2 separate regions of the Sus scrofa genome follow, and region 2 is linked to region 1. Evidence: chromatin contacts called from public HiChIP or PLAC-seq data. All regions are on one chromosome and are shown on one strand. The core of a region is the stretch at or near the end of the contact, and the rest is flanking DNA. Distances in the headings are between cores, read along the strand shown.

What was found. HiChIP or PLAC-seq counts read pairs in DNA pulled down with a chosen protein or histone mark.
Region 2: an H3K27ac HiChIP or PLAC-seq map of alveolar macrophages shows a contact between it and region 1. The contact joins the promoter of LOC100737977 here to the promoter of PDLIM2 in region 1. A contact is called at or near these places in 1 of 5 promoter capture datasets (fetal liver) and 1 of 2 datasets of contacts at active chromatin or transcription factors (alveolar macrophages).

Annotation. Positions count from the first base shown.
Region 1 is chr14:6,832,317-6,835,662 of Sscrofa11.1, reverse strand. PDLIM2 (PDZ and LIM domain protein 2) reads right to left here and starts at 1,547. Exons shown (of 10, transcript XM_005670413.3): 1 at 813-1,547.
Region 2 is chr14:7,369,622-7,372,967 of Sscrofa11.1, reverse strand. LOC100737977 (tumor necrosis factor receptor superfamily member 10B-like) reads left to right here and starts at 1,882. Exons shown (of 10, transcript XM_021073208.1): 1 at 1,882-2,078. The coding sequence starts at 2,030.

The sequences.
Region 1 (3,346 bases), core at 298-2,797:
CCCCCAGGGGCCTGCTGCCCTCCCAGCGGCTCCAGCAAGAAGGACCGGCTCATCTGCCGAACTGGGCACACCCACCCCGCTGGGCACTGGCCAGCAGGGCGAGCTGATTGATGCTGCCTGGGAGCCGGGGCCACGGGGCCTCTCATCCACTGCCCCTCGGCTGGGTAAGGGAGTGTCTCTGCAGATCAGGCCCTCGTAGGATTTCCTGAGCCTCGAGCTCTGGAGTCAGGAGCCAACCCAGGCAGGAAGCTGCAGTGCCAAGCTGGGCCACCACCCTGCCCAGCACCCACCCTGGGGCTGCCCCTGGGGAGGCCTGCAGACTACAAGTGCTGCCCAAATTTCTCAAGCACTCGGGGACCACGGCCCGCGTCTCGGGGCCTGGGGAGGGGGCGCAGGGCAGGCTTCACCTTTTGACCAGGCCCAGTCTCTGTCCCTCCCTCGGGCCCCAGGTCGGCGCTGGCAGCTCGCAGATGCCTTGGATTCCCAGACCTTTGAGCCGGTCAGTGGACTCCGCGCCGGGGGCCGCCGGGAGGTGCCCGGCTCGTCGGCCCGGCTCGCCCAGTTCTGGCGCCTTCTAAGCTCCGAAGCTAAAGCACCCGTGGGCTGAGGGGCTGGAGGAGGAGCGCCCGGGACGAGAAAGCCCAGCTCGCGGGAGGCGCCCACCGCAGACGAGGCTGCGGGGAGCGGCCGTTCGCGAAGTCCCGGCGCCGAGCGAGCCGCGGGAGCGCAGGGCAGCGAGGGCGCCGGACCCGGCAGGTCTCCGGCGGTGCGGACGGCGCGCAGGTGGGCGCGCTCCCCGGGCTCCCGCTCACCTGTCGGGCTGGGCGGCCAGGCCCGGGAGCGAAAGGAAGGCTAGGAGCGAGGCGAGGAGACGCCGCCGCCGCGGTCTGTCCGACTCTGGGGAGAGCCCGCTCGGGGCTCCGGGACCTGCCTCCGCCCATGTGATCCCGGGGCCGCCCTTGCCGCCGCCCCTGGCCGGGGAGGCCGCCTCCTCCGCGCAGCCCAGCCCCTCCACTGCCACCTGGCCGGCGCCGGCTCGAGGCCCGGGGATACTCTCCCGAGAGCCCCCTAGAGGCTGCGGGGTGTCCCCACCTTCCCGAGGGCAGGGAGGAGTTCTGGAGACGGGCGCCGGGCCACACTTCGCCGACAGCTGAGGCTGCCGCCCCCGAAGCTCGCCCAGGTCGCCCGCGCCCACCCCTTCTCCTAAGGGGCCCTAAGCTCCTCTACCCCCAGCCTGGGGCCGGGCGGGGGAGGGGACGGGCCGGCCGGGTCTGTCTGCGGTCTGCGCGACTCCCCCGCCCACTCCAGGCTCCGACGCTGGCGCGGATGCAGCCCCGACACCCACAAATCCCAAACTAGGGGCCGCCCCTCCGCCTTCATGCCCGGCCGGCGCGCTCGCTGGGCGGCAGCCGCGGACTGCTGCGGTTCTTCTGGCTGCGCAGAGCTTCCCTGCTTGAGATGCGCCGCGAGCTTGCTCCACTCAGGTCGACCAGCCAGGCCCAGGAGGAGATGGAGACTCGGGAGAGAGGTGACACGGCGCCCTCCGGGACCTCCCTCACTCTTGTGGGCTGAGGCCTTTTCCGTTCCTGGCTGCCTTCCACTCACCCTTTCTGCCGCCCTGCCCGGAGCCAGCCACTCCCAACAACGACCACCGGCCCTCGTCCCGAGTGCCTAGCCCTCTGCCAACCACCTGGAACCCCTACTCTAGGGATCAGGGGAGAACTTGCCAAGGAGAGGCCCCAGGCCCCAGCTCAGAACCATCTGGCAAATGGTTTTCCCCAGAGCCAAACCTGGCAACCCTCACCCTGGGGACCTGGGGGCCCACCAGAGCCGCTCTCGCATCTCCCACTGGTCTCCTCGACTTTACCCTCCGCCAGGCTGGCCTGTTTCCAGGGGAGCACACCTGTGGGCACAGCTGTAACTTGCCTGCCTCAGGTGTGAGTCATTCCCTCCGGGTTCCCTCTGCAAAGGAGTGCCCTCACCACCTCTCTCGCCTACCTATGCCGTCTCATCTCTGGACTCCCAGACCTGCCCGTCTCCAGCACGGTTACCTCCCCTGTCCCTCGCCTCCAACAGCCTCTGTCCTCCCTGTGTGTAAGCCACTCTCCCACTAACAAGTCCCGGGCCTCCGGGTGAGGCCTCTTTGCCTGATTCACCTGTTCTGCCTCCCCAACTAGACTGGAAGCCCCCAAGGGAGCAGGAAGCTGCAGTTAGGGCAGGCACTGCCTGGGAGAACACAGACCTAGCCTCAAACACCAGCTCTGCCTCTTCCTGGCTGTGTGACCCCAGGCAAGTTCCTCAGCCCCTCTGGGCCTCAGTTTCCCTTGTGTAAACTGGGCATGATGCATAGCTTTCCCTCTTGCTGTATGCATTGCTTCCCATCCCCTCCACCCCTCCCATCCCTGGTGTAAATCTGTGCTGTGCTTCCTTGGAGGGCAGGGTGGGTTCTAGTCTGGTTCATTGCTCCATTGCTAGAGCCTAGCACAGGGCCTGGCCCACAGCAGGCATTCAATTAAATTTCGTTGAAAGGATATTGTTTGAATGAATGGATTAATTTCCCTTTCCTCGCCACTCATTCCCACCTCACCAATTTGCGGCAGGTACTCAGTTTTGCCCCTTTGTGCTCAGACTTGGATAGCTCTAGAAAAATCTGCAGGTTCATCTGCAGGATTTTCTTCTTTCCTTCCTCCCTCTCTTCTTCCTTTCTTCTTTTCTCTCCTCTTTCTTTTTTAATGGCCACGCCTGCAGCATGTGGACATTGCCAGGCCAGGGATTGAATCTGAGCCTCACCTGTGGCAATGCTATATCCTTTAACTCACTGCGCCCTGCAGGGATCAAACCCACACCTCGGTATCAACCTGAGCTGCTGCAGGAGGGATTCTTAGCTCACTGTGCCACAGCGGGGACACTATCTGCAGGTTTTCTGCCCCACACAGTCACAAAAGACAAAGGCAGCAGACTTCAGCACACACCCCTGGATCAGAAGGGCATACTGTTCTGTGGCCCCAGGCATGTCACATACCCCACTGGGATGAGCATCCCCAAGGACCTAAGGTCCTTTCTGGCTCTGATGCCCTGGTTCCCCTCACTCTTCCCTCCTTGTGCCGAGTCAAGGCAGAGAAGGGGTCATGTCCAGGCAGGGTGCGACCTGCTGAAGAGGCTCTGGGGCCCCACCAAAGAGAGGGTGTGGATTTGGTTTCTGCCTCCAGGAAAGGAAGTCTCAGCCCTTAGATCTTTTGAGGGCATCGGGCTGGGAGGAGCTAGGAGGGTATCAGGAGCAGGCCAGCAGGTTCCTGAAGAATGGTCACTTCCACAGGATAGGCTGGACCTGCCACCTTAGCAGCAG
Region 2 (3,346 bases), core at 633-3,132, 540 kb before region 1:
AACATTTACAGAAGAAATAATACCAATCCTATACAGCTCTCAAGAAGTATATTTTTAAGGCCAGCATACCACTGATACATAAACCTTACAAAGGCACCAGAGAAGGAAAAAAACATAGACTAATATCCCTCATGAATACAGACACAAAAATTCCTTAAGTGTTAGCAAATCAAATCTAGCAATATGTGAAAAGGATAATACACCATGACAAGTGAAATTTAGCTCAGAAATTCAAGGTAGGTTTAACATATTAAAGTCCATCAATTTGCTTCATCATACTAATAAAGGAGAGCCACAACAGGAACTCCAGAACAATTTTTGAAAAAATAAAGCAGTTAGAGGACTTAAACTACCTGATTTTAAGACTGACAATAGGGAGTTCCCATAGTGGCACAGCGGAAATGAATCCAACTAGGAACCATGAGGTTTCAGGTTCGATCCCTGGCCTCGCTCAGTGGGTTAAGGATCTGGCATTTCTGTAAGCTGTGATGTAGGTCAATGAGGCTCGGATCTGATGTTGCTGTGGCTGTGGCGTAGGTGACCCCTAGCCTGGGAACCTCCATATGCTGTGAGTATGCCCCTAAAAAACACACACACACACTGACAATAAAGAAAGCTGCAGTAGTCAAGACAGGTGGTATTGGCATGAAGTCAGACAAATGATAGATCCATGGAATAGAATACAGAGTCCAGAAATGGAACATATATATGATACGGTTAAATGAATTTCAACAAAGGCAATAAGATTATTTAATGGATAAATGTATGGAGAAAAATGAATTTTAACTCCTACTGCCCAAACCACACAAAATTGATACAATGGGTGGAGCTGGAGGCCTCCTGGATTCCCTTCTCTTACCCATTTCCCAGCCCTTCAATCATCCTGTGAGCAGGACCTAACCTCAAGCTTCCGGATACTGGATTCCTACCAGCAGGGTGCCAAGTGTGTGGGTATAGAGCAAGATGGGCCTGCCCCAAGTGGGGCTCCCCTTCTTGGCCCATTTGATTTCACGGGCCAATCAATTCCTAGCGGTTCTGTTTCCCCAGGGATTTAATTCAAGAATCTACAGGAAAGGGAAATCCTGAAGAAAGGCTGAAGTGGCTTCCTCCGGCTTGTCTGACTGCAGGAGCAGTAAAGAGAATGTGAAAGACAGATGATGGACCTGGAATTACCAGAAGAGGCAAGCTGGTGAAGGGGGAGGTCACTGGTGACCTGAAATCAGACTCAGGGATCACGGCCCCTGTGACCTTCATTGAGTGTCTGTTCCAGTCAGGTACCTGGCTACTGCGAGGCTAAAACCAAGCCTCTGACCCAGAAGCCTGGCCCTAGGACAGAGCTGCCAAGTGAGTTTGGAAGCAGTAATAACCATACATTTTGTCAGTGAGGGGGGGTAAGAGCAGAAGGTGAGAGTGGGCAAAAGGCCATAGTCAGAGAACCGGAGGTAGCTCTGGAGAGGCTCCGGTCCTGGGAAGGAACTTGGGTTCAAGAAGTACTCTGAATTTTGGGAGCTTCCGTCCTGGCTCAGCGGTAACGAACCCGACTAGGATCCAGGAGGACTCAAGCTCGATCCCTTCCCTCGCTCAGTGGGTTAAGGGTCCACTGTTGCCAAGAGCTGTGGTGTAGGCTGGCAGCTGTAGCTCCCATTTGACCCTAGCCTGGGAACTTCCAAATACCGCGGGTGTGTAAGACAAAAGAAGTACTCTGAATTTCCAGGTTCGGAGAAACTCTGGGCGTAATTTGCCGCCTCAGAGAAAAAAGGCAGCTTTCTACACTGCCAGGCACTGATTGCACAACAGCCAGCCTAAGACTAGGCGGGGCCATCTGCTGCGCACCGTCATTCCGAACCCCCGAGAGCAGCGCGCGTGGGAATAGACAGCCGGCGCTCCACGAAAGACACTGCCTACATCGTATTTCCGGCGGTTCTGCGGGCGTTCACCACGCGGCAGCCCGGACAGCGAGTTCTCCCGGATCGCGGCGGGAAGCGCAGACCTCCGGAGTCCCGGAAGGGCGCACACCCAGCCCCCGGCCATGGCTCCGGGACCCCATCTTCCTCGTCGTCTTGAGTGTCGTGCTGTGGGTGAGTCCCCGCCGCGGGCCCTAGCTCGAAGAAGGCGTGCCTGGTGGCCGAGAGGGAGCGAAGAGTAGGGGAATCGCGGATATGAGACTTGGGGACATGCCCGGGCAAATCCCGGCGTGGTCCGAGGGAGGTCGGGCTGTGAGTCGGCGGGGAGGGGGCGGAGCCTGCGTGGCCCTGCCCCGCCCTCTCCTTTCCTTACTCCTCACCCCTTTTCTCCCCTCCTTTTCCTCCCCTCCTCTCTTCCCTTCTCCTTCTTTTGTATGCTTGTTTAATTTTTTTTTTTTTTTTTTTTTTTTTGTCTTTTCCAGGGCCGCACCCGTGGCATATGGAGGTTCCCAGGCTAGGGGTCTAATCGGAGCTGTAACCGCTGGTCTACACCACAGCCACAGCAACACTGGTTCCGAGCCTCGTCTGCAACCTACACCACAGCTCATGGCAACGCGGGATCCTTAACCACTGAGCGAGGCCAGGGATTGAACCTGCAACCTCATGGTTCCTAGTCAGATTCGCTAAGCACTGAGCCACGACGGGAACTCTCCTGTTTAAATTCTTAAAAGTGCTCGCTGCATCTCTTCTTCCCACGGATTTTAACAGAAAAGTAACTTTCCCACCCCTGCTCTCGTTCAGCACCCCTTCCGGGCTGCTGTGAGAAGAGCAGTTTGCCAAACGCCTGCTAAGCATTTTCTTACACAGCAACACACGGGCTTTACAAGGTAAACCATCAACAATTCTACAGCTGGCCCCAGGGGCTCTGTCTTTAGTTTCAGAAACAAGGATGTGAAACTCTTATTTTGACTTCCATTGATCAAACAAGTAAGGGCGTGCGTCCCAGAGAAACTCATCATAGAAATAAGTGCATACTTGGAATTGGTTTCTAGCTTGCTCTAGGCTCCAGCCAGTTTGCCCTTATATGTTACAAAAACAAACAGCAACAAACCCCACCACCACCCCCAACACACACACACACACCCCAAGGTTATCCTGAAGAAGTATTTGGCCTGGAAATAGCATTTCCTGTCATTCCTATTCAAATGCCTGTAAAAGTGTGCTAACACTTTAGACAACCACCTTGAACATTTAGGGGAGGTGAGATAATTAGAGTTTACAGATGAGAAACTACTAATAAAAGGAGATAGCAGAGAGAGGCATAAAACCTCACCATCCTTGGCTCTCACCCCCTTGGTTGTGATGGTAGCTGGTAGTAATTGTGAGGACTGTGACATCTTTTGTTGTCTGATATGTTAGGCAGAACTTTCTTTTTCAAGGGG